Linked DNA regions of Sus scrofa: all the other regions are linked to region 2. The links are chromatin contacts, called in public Hi-C and promoter capture Hi-C maps. All regions are on one chromosome and are shown on one strand. The core of a region is the stretch at or near the end of the contact, and the rest is flanking DNA. Distances in the headings are between cores, read along the strand shown. Region 1 holds the start of SYNGR4 (synaptogyrin-4). Region 2 holds the start of DBP (D site-binding protein). Region 3 holds the start of FTL (ferritin light chain).

Region 1 (2,700 bases), core at 193-2,692, 210 kb before region 2:
GTGGCTACAGCTCTGATTCGACCCCTAGCCTGGGAACCTCCGTATGCCATGGAGGTGCCCCTGAAAAAAAAAAAAAAAGAATCCAATTGCAGTAGCTTAGTTCACTGCGGAGGTGGGGGTTCAATCTCCACCTGGTGAAGCTGGTTAAAAGATCCAGCGTTGCTTCTCAGATTGGGAACCTCATACTGCAGGTGCAGCCATATAATTTAAAAATATATATATATTAAATGAATGAATGCCAATCCAGAGTAATCACAAGTATAATGGTGATGGTGGGGTAAGCGCTTAAGCTCTTAGGGTCAAGTAAGTGCCTACTTGTCTCACCCTAGTCCCCACTCTGCTTAGGAGTCAGACCACTTCAGTTCAAATCTTGGCCACTAGTCATGACCTTCGGTGAGTCACTTCCCTTCTCCTGCTTCAGTTACTTCATTTTAAAATGGGAAGATGGTGATACCTCTCTTATTGGGTTGTTCAGTATTTCCATAATACATGGAAAATGCTTAGCACAGGGCCATACAGTAAGAGCTCAAACAGTGGATATAATAACTATTATTAGGTGGTAATAATGATGAGGATGATTATTAGACCTGTTTTGAAGAGGGAAAAACCATGCCCTGGGGAGTGCTTGTTCAAGCCCTCAGAACAAGCTAGAGTCTGGAATTGCTGCTGCACCTGCATCTCAGAGGTCTGTCTCTTGCATTCCAAAGCACTCCACGCCCACCTGGGAGTATGACGAGGAAGGGAACTACAATTCCCAGGGGGCGCCAGGGCAGTCCTCTATAGCATGAAGGGCTGTATCGCCGCGAGGCCTGCCGGGAGTGGTAGTCCCCAGGCTCTTGGACCCGGGTGAGCTGTACCTGTATCAGGAGGCGGAGCAGCTGATCTTTGGAGAACGGGATGAAACGTTCGCGGTACTGCTGGGCCCAGTCGCGGGGCTCTGTGGGGTTCCACATCTTGCGGTACTCCCCCATCTTGACCGCCAGCGATGACAGGGCCCGGGGGTGCCCGAGGAGCGCGGGCAACAGGGGCCATATTCGGACCCTGGATCCCCAGACCCCCCGGGTCACATGCAGCATAGCCAGACCCTTTCCCCGCAGCCTAAAGGAGGGAAATGGGCAGAGGTCAAAGGTCATCGGGGGAAAAGCGTCCTCTCCACCTCTGTGTCCCAACCTCCAGGGGCCGTTTCTACCCCAGGCAGGGCGCAGTGCCAGTCCTCTCCCACACTGTTCAGTTGGCTTGAGTCCCAGGCTGGGGTCAGAGGTCTTAAGTCCTAGGGTGTTTTGCAGGCCCAGTAGCCCTGTTGTGGTACAACTGGTCTCTGCGGGGTCTAGGCGGCAGGTGGATCTTAAGGGCATAGGATATGCTCGGAAGGCTATATAGGGGTGCAGAGCCGCCCACCCCGATCATACAATCTTTCCCCATTTCCCTCACCTTAGCCAACGCTCGACTGTCATTGAGCCTCTTGCGCATGTGCAGAAAAGCGTTCTGGGCCTCCGAGGTTCGGCTTCAGTCCGCAGTAAGACGCATGCGCAAATCCTGGGTCTTGGAGCCGGGTGGGGGAACCATTTTTCTTCTAAGGACGCGTCTCGGTTGCGCATGCGCGACCCGTCACCTCCCTCTCTCGCCCTCCTTGGACTCGGCGCATGCGCCGAAGAAGTATCTCTTTGTCCGCAGACTTCCAAGGGGCGGGGCGAGCGCGAAGCTCCCGGGACTGCCGGGGATGGGCCGAGCTCCCGCGCGCAGCCTGCCAACGGCGGGCCGCCCAACGTCCTCTGAGGCCACGCCCCTGCCCCTGTCCGCTTCAGAGAAGGCGGGAAAAGAGAGGGGCGGGGCTTCGGCGCAGCCAATCAGCAGTGGAGGAGCGAAAAGGCGGGAAAAAGAGGAGCCCAAAGAAGTCTGAGGTGGCGCTAGGGACCAGGAGGGCAGGGTGAGCGGAAGGAAGAGCAGGCCTCCAGGTGACGCAGACCGGGCCTCCAGAGTAGAGGTGACTCTGTCAGGCAGCATCACCTCCAAAACTCACCACCCTTGAGCCCCAGCGTCCAGAGTCCTTAAAGGGAAGACCCCGATTCTCTGAAGGTAGCTTAGTGCCGGGGGCTCGGCCTCCTCATTCTGCGAGGAAGCTATTTGGAGCTCACGTTCCCCGCACATCTGCGGTCCGGACCCCCGATTTGAGGAAATGCACTTTTATGAAGATGGAACGAATTCTAAGGGGTAGCCCTGATTCTAAGGATATCACCCCAAATTACCAGGACAGCCTGAAATCTACCCTGAGATGCCTGGGATCTCCACTCGGGGGGCTGTCATCTCAAAGCCTGAAAGGGATCCCCCTGATTCAGACCTCCCAGGGGTTCTGATCTCCCAACACCCCTAATAAATCCCATTAACACAGGTCTTAAAATGGGTACTCTGGCTCCCGTGTCAAGGACATGACATCAACATCCCACCCTCTCCCCGCCCCTTCTCCCTGCCCCGTGCACCACCCTGCACCTCTGGGGCCCTAACAGCCCCCTCACCCCATAGCCTCCCCAGCCTGCACTCCTGACTCCTGGGACCACACCCCCAGCAGCCCTCTCACCCTGGACCCCTGCCTCTGGAATTCTCAGAAGCTCCCTCACCCTGCACCGCAATGCATGGGACCATCAGCCACCCTCTCATCCCGCGCCCTCACCCCTAGAACCCCCAACAGCTCCTTCACCCCAC
Region 2 (2,700 bases), core at 90-2,589:
GAAGGGGGACAGAAGTTCAAAGAGAGGTAGGTGGAGGGTTGGGCAGGTAAGAGAAAAAATGACAGCTCTGTAATTCTTCTGTAATTAGCCCCCTACCCCCCGCGCACTGTACCCCTTTCTCCTCGATCTCCCCCCCCCGTAAGGGTCAGGAAGGGGTTCTATTTCTGGGGCACATTCCTCGTCCCTAGACTCCATGTGACCCCAGGAGGCTCCGCCCAAGCCCGTGTAACTACCGTGTGAGCATCCGACACACCCCCCTCCCTTCTCCCTCGACCCCAAGAGTCCAAGACTCTCGGAACCACAAGAAACAGGGGGCTGGGGCCTAGAGTCTCGAGTCCTCGGGGTGGACGGGCTTGAAAGCCGGTATTTTTGGGTCCTGGGTGCTGAGGGATCTAGGGGCTTAAACACCTAAGTATTGGGGTAGATAAAGGTTGGAAGGGTGGACTCTGGGCACGTAAGAGGTATCTGTGGACCCTCCCAGCACTGGAGTCCCTAAGAGCTGGGGGGGGGGGGGCTAGAACTCACAGCTGGTTGGCTCTTTGGGCTTGCTGGTCCCCTGCAGAAGGCTCCGCAACCCAAGCAGCGCTCCCCCGCCAGGGGGGGCCCCGGCCGGGCCGCCCAGCAGCAGGGGGGCCGGGGTCCTGTCGCTCACGGGCCGCGCCATCGCCCGGCACCTGCCCGCAGGCTCACGGGCTCATAGAGAGGCGAAGAGCTGGCTTGCCAGTCAGCGGCACACTCCTGTGGTTCAGGCGGGTGTCTGCCCAGGGGCGGGCGAAAGTAGCTTGCAAGCCTCCAGTCTCCAGTCTCCAGAACACTGCAAGTCCTAGGAGCGATGGGGATTTGCAGTCCTCGGTGCAGAAATGTGCAACTCAAGAGGGTCCCAGGAGACCATACAGTCTGGGTGAGGGAGTGATCAAATCAGGCGGCCAGCTCTTTGCAACCGAGGGCTCAAGGGGACACAAGGCGCTCCTACAAGGTGGGCGAGCCTGGCTCTTGCAAAATCTGCAGCTCTCTCTAAGGAAGGAGCTTTGCAATCTGCACCAAGAGGTGTGCGCGGAGGGGCGGGGGAGAGGGCAGGAGGAGGCGGCTGCCTTGAGGCGTGGCCAAAGCAAACTTCTTTCGCGGAAAAAAAAAAAAAAAAGCCAAACCAAAACACCCGACGCCACAGCGCGCACCCCTCCTCTTGGCCCCGCCGGACTCTCAGGCCTTGCACCCCAGCCGCGTGCCTCCCTCCCGCTGAAAGCGCAGGCCAATCGCGTCTCGACCCCTCGAGACCCACAGCCAATGGGACTCCTGGATCTGCCGAGGCCTGGAGTGCGCGAGCAAGGGGCTCAGTGAGTGAAGTTACCTTGCCATTTGGAGGGAGGCGGGACCCTGACCTACATTTGCCCAATGGGAGACGGCTCTGGGGGCGGGACCGTGACCCAGTTCAGGCCAATGAGGCAGGCGGGAGGGGGAAGCACATGGCTCTGCGCGTGCTGCCTGACTGGGAGGGTGGGTGAGAGGGTGGGGGGCGCGGGAGAAGAGCCATACAGGAGCCACAAATCCTAATGATTGTTTTGGAAAAAGGAAGCCAAAAACCCGAGTAGTGGGGTTTAGGAAGTGGGAGATTGGTTTCTAGAAGAAGGCTGCTATTCTTTAATATCCAAATGCTTCCCCGCCGCGCCTAGAATCAGACCACTGAGATACAGGAAGTATTCTGTCCCTTTAATAGCTTTGTTTTGGGGGTGACTCCCCTCCCTCTGTGGGGAGGCTTGGGCAAGGCAGGCGCAATCCTCGATGGGGAGTCTCAGCGACCGTGGGGGGCACCATCCACTGTAAGACGAAACCGGTGGGGGGCGTTAGTTTAGGGCCTGATAGGATGCACCGGGTAGGGGGCGTGCAGGGGCGTGCAGGAGGCGGGGTAGCGGTGCTGGGCTGCGCCGGGCCATACCACAGGCAGGCTGCGAAGGGGAAACTGGAATGTACCAGCTTGAGAAGCTAGGGGAAAAGGACAGATTGCGAACTGGCAGTGGGCTGAACCATAGGGAGGCAGCAGGAGGGTGGCACAGGGACGTCCAGTTTCAGCATCAGGCTGAACTACGCGACGGTATTCACGGGGAGGCCTAGGCTATACCATGTTGGGAAGCCAGAGAGGTGGATGTCAGATCACTGGACTGAACCAAGAGGAGGCAGTAGAAGGGGAAGGGGATTGTACCATGTTGTTTTTCAGTGAAGGGGGTGTCAGACTTTGGACCAGCGTAGGGTTGTACCACATGGAAAGAGGGGAAAGGTTTCGGGCGATACCATTTCAGAAAGCCTTAACAAGAGCCACGGTCCAGTAGTTGATCGTACCCCCATGGAAGCAAGGGGGTTCGGGTTATACACCAAGTTGCAAGTCGCAAGCAGTGAGGAGGAAAGACAAATCATGGACCAGCAATGGTCTATGACGGAGAGGTGGGCTGTACCACGTTGACACAAATGGAGAAGGGAGAAAGAGCGAGTGAGAGCTCAGGAGGCTGGATCACACAGAAGCAGCAAAGAAGGGTAGGACTGTATCATATTGAGACACCAAGGGGAGACAGACACATAGGCGGGTTAGACCAAGACGAGGGGGTGCATACTGGATCATACCATGCAGGCGGTAGTTGGGGCCTCGGCAGCGCCTCTCGGGGTGCCTGGGGTCCCTGTTGCCCCTCAAGGCCCTGTGGGCCAAGGGCT
Region 3 (2,700 bases), core at 200-2,699, 240 kb after region 2:
AGGCCCAGACCTCCCCCACCCGACGACCCCCAGCAGTTCCAGCTCCCCTGTCCCAGCCTCCAGCTGCCTGCATTAAGGGCGCCTAAATAGGGTCAAGTTCCTGTCTTTGTTTCTCCTTTCTCCCAACAACAAGGAGCTCCTTGAAGGCAAGAATCTTGGTATGAGCTGGCACTGCCACCCAGGCACCAACCTGGACCAGACACAATTTTAAAATGTCCCTTAGTTAAAGACAGACATCCCAGCCACCAGTCCTCAGCACCTGTCTCTGATCTTTTTGTTTGTTTCTTAGGGCTGGCACCTGTGGCATATGGAAGTTCCCAGGCTAGGATGTGAATCAGCTACAGCTGTGATCCGAGCTGGGTCTGCGACCTACACCACAGCTCAGGGCAACGCCAGATCCTTAACCCACTGAGCGAGACCAGGGACCGAACCTGAAACCTCATGATTCCTAGTTGGATAGTTTCTGCTGCGCCATGATGGGAACTCCCCCACCTCTGTGATCTTGAAGGAGCATGTGTCAGGCAAGACAGAGGCAGCTTCAGAGAGATTGCTTTGGAGCCAGGATATGCAACCTCAGAGAAACCTCCAAAGTTCCAATGTCCTTTCACCCCTTTCCATCTCAGCTCCCACAAAAACAGTGGGCTTTCAAAAAACCCCACAGGATTCCAAGTGGCCCAATCTTTTGAGGGCTCCCAAAGGGCTCTCCAAGAGCCCCCACCTCTTTAAGAAGATCCCACTAGGCTTCCAGAAACATCCCTCTCCCTTATTCCCAGGCTGAATCCCAGGGCTCTCCAACTGTCTCTTTTAATCTTGCAGATCACCTCAAGGGCCCAAGACTTCCCCCTGGAAGTTTCCATAAAAATAGGGACTTCCATGGTCTTCCGAATTCACTTTTGAGTGAACCCCAAGTCTCCAGGTGCCCCAGCCAACCCATTTCACAGAGAGCACCCTAAGTATCTAGAAATATCTCACAGCCTTCCAAACTTCCCAATGATCGAGGGCCCCCCCCAACCCGACCCCTTATCTCCCAGGGCAACCCCACTCCTCTGGACGTTTCTGCACCTCTGAGGAACCCCCAGGGCTCCAGAAAAGTCCTCGCTCTGACACAACCCCCGCATCCAACCTACTTTCCTGAGACATCCTCAGGAACCAAGAATCATTATTTTCCAGGGCTCCCAGTGCTCTCACTAATCTTTCACTACCAGGAAGTACCCCTAGAATTCTCTCACTTCCCAGATTTAGTCCCAGAACCCTTGCTCCCCATGAAACCCCCCATCCCGCGATTTCTCCTTTCACAACAACCTCGCGCTCAGAGCGCGTGACTTCCCTACCTCCGGGCGGGAGGCTGGGGCTCCTATCTGCTCCTGATTGGTCACGAGCGAGCTCCAAGTCCAGCCTCCCGCCCCCGCAGATTGGCTGACTCCTCTCCCCGACCGCCCCACTGCTCAGGTTCCCCGCGCGCTATAAAAGGAGCCGCCCTGGCCACAAACTCGCAGTGTGCTCGGCGGTCCCCCGGATCTGTCTCTTGCTTCAACAGTGTTTGGACGGAACAGACCCAGGGACGCCCCTTGCTCCAGCCTCCGACTACCCTCCAACCTTTTTTCCAGTCGCAACCTTCGGACTCCGCCTCTCAGCTATCTTCAGTCTCCGGGACCAGCCAACACCATTTTTTGAGCTTAGCTCCTTATTGCCGACCAGCCATGAGCTCCCAGGTTCGTCAGAATTATTCCACCGAGGTGGAGGCCTTCGTCAACCGCCTGATCAACATGCATCTGCAGGCCTCCTACACCTACCTCTCTCTGGTAAGGGTCCCCAAGATGCCCCCGGCCCAAGTTTCCCTTAGCTGCGCACCTCTGACCCTCTGCGCACGCGCTGGCCTTCTTTGTCCCACTGTGTAGTTGGAAGGCGGAGTCCGCAAGCCCGGCCTCGCCTCCGGCTAACCATTGTTCACGCCTTCTCTTCCCGCAGGGCTTCTATTTCAACCGCGACGATGTGGCTCTGGAGGGCGTGAGTCATTTTTTTCGCGAATTGGCCGAGGAGAAGCGCGAGGGTTCGGAGCGTCTCTTGAAAATGCAAAACCAGCGCGGTGGCCGCGCCCTCTTCCAGGACGTGCAGGTAAACAGTGTGAGCAGCGGACTACGATTCCCAGCGGCCCCTGCGCTTGAAGCCCTTTGACCAGGGCTGTTCAGGCACGGCGTAGGCTTCTGGGAGATGGAGTTCAGTTTTGTGTGGGTGGTTGTATTACAGCTGGAAACGGAGGCGGGTTCAGTTCCCCCACGAAGTGGCGGTCCAGACCGCAGCGTGTGGTATCCTGGAGCGTAAGGTTGTGAGACACTGAGGGTGATCGATTTAAGCTCTTAGACGTTTTTTCGGCTTAAGCCCTAACTCCCGTCACTACTGGGAAATTAGTTTTTAGTCCTTTCCAGCGTGTGCGTGGTTAGTACTGAGCGGTCTCTGCCTTCCGTATAGAAACCATCTCAAGATGAGTGGGGTAAAACCCAGGACGCTATGGAAGCCGCCCTTCACTTGGAGAAGGGACTGAACCAGGCTCTTGTGGATCTGCATGCGCTGGGTTCTGCCCGCGCAGACCCCCACGTGAGTATCTCCATTTTCTCCCTATCCATCCCAAGACCTTTCCTGGCAGGAAGCCTGCATCTTGAGTTAATAGTTAACCTTGGCCACGTTTGATTGGGCTCATTG

The links. Promoter capture Hi-C pulls out the DNA fragments that hold promoters and counts their contacts. Hi-C and Micro-C count contacts between places; a contact is called where the count stands out from the background.
Region 1: a Hi-C map of liver shows a contact between it and region 2, with 2.8 times the contacts expected there. The contact joins the promoter of SYNGR4 here to the promoter of DBP in region 2. A contact is called at or near these places in 1 of 5 promoter capture datasets (fetal liver), 2 of 47 Hi-C or Micro-C datasets (both in liver) and 1 of 2 datasets of contacts at active chromatin or transcription factors (skeletal muscle).
Region 3: a promoter capture Hi-C map of liver shows a contact between it and region 2, with 2.0 times the contacts expected there. The contact joins the promoter of FTL here to the promoter of DBP in region 2. A contact is called at or near these places in 2 of 5 promoter capture datasets (fetal skeletal muscle and liver), 6 of 47 Hi-C or Micro-C datasets (embryonic fibroblasts, heart right ventricle, liver and 1 more) and 2 of 2 datasets of contacts at active chromatin or transcription factors (alveolar macrophages and skeletal muscle).

What each region holds. Positions count from the first base shown.
Region 1 is chr6:53,782,722-53,785,421 of Sscrofa11.1, forward strand. SYNGR4 (synaptogyrin-4) reads left to right here and starts at 1,443. Exons shown (of 5, transcript XM_021094669.1): 1 at 1,443-1,516. The coding sequence starts at 1,469. TMEM143 (transmembrane protein 143) reads right to left here and starts at 1,622. Exons shown (of 7, transcript XM_013998565.2): 1 at 1,432-1,622; 2 at 858-1,098. The coding sequence starts at 1,598.
Region 2 is chr6:53,991,705-53,994,404 of Sscrofa11.1, forward strand. DBP (D site-binding protein) reads right to left here and starts at 1,340. Exons shown (of 4, transcript XM_003127286.6): 1 at 526-1,340. The coding sequence starts at 664. It overlaps CA11 (carbonic anhydrase 11), which reads right to left. Exons shown (of 9, transcript NM_001004038.1): 8 at 2,614-2,700; 9 at 1,693-1,815. The coding sequence ends at 1,790. It overlaps LOC110261016 (a long non-coding RNA gene), which reads left to right and starts at 2,402. Exons shown (of 3, transcript XR_002344719.1): 1 at 2,402-2,526.
Region 3 is chr6:54,229,672-54,232,371 of Sscrofa11.1, forward strand. FTL (ferritin light chain) reads left to right here and starts at 1,450. Exons shown (of 5, transcript NM_001244131.1): 1 at 1,450-1,802; 2 at 1,969-2,115; 3 at 2,470-2,595. The coding sequence starts at 1,701.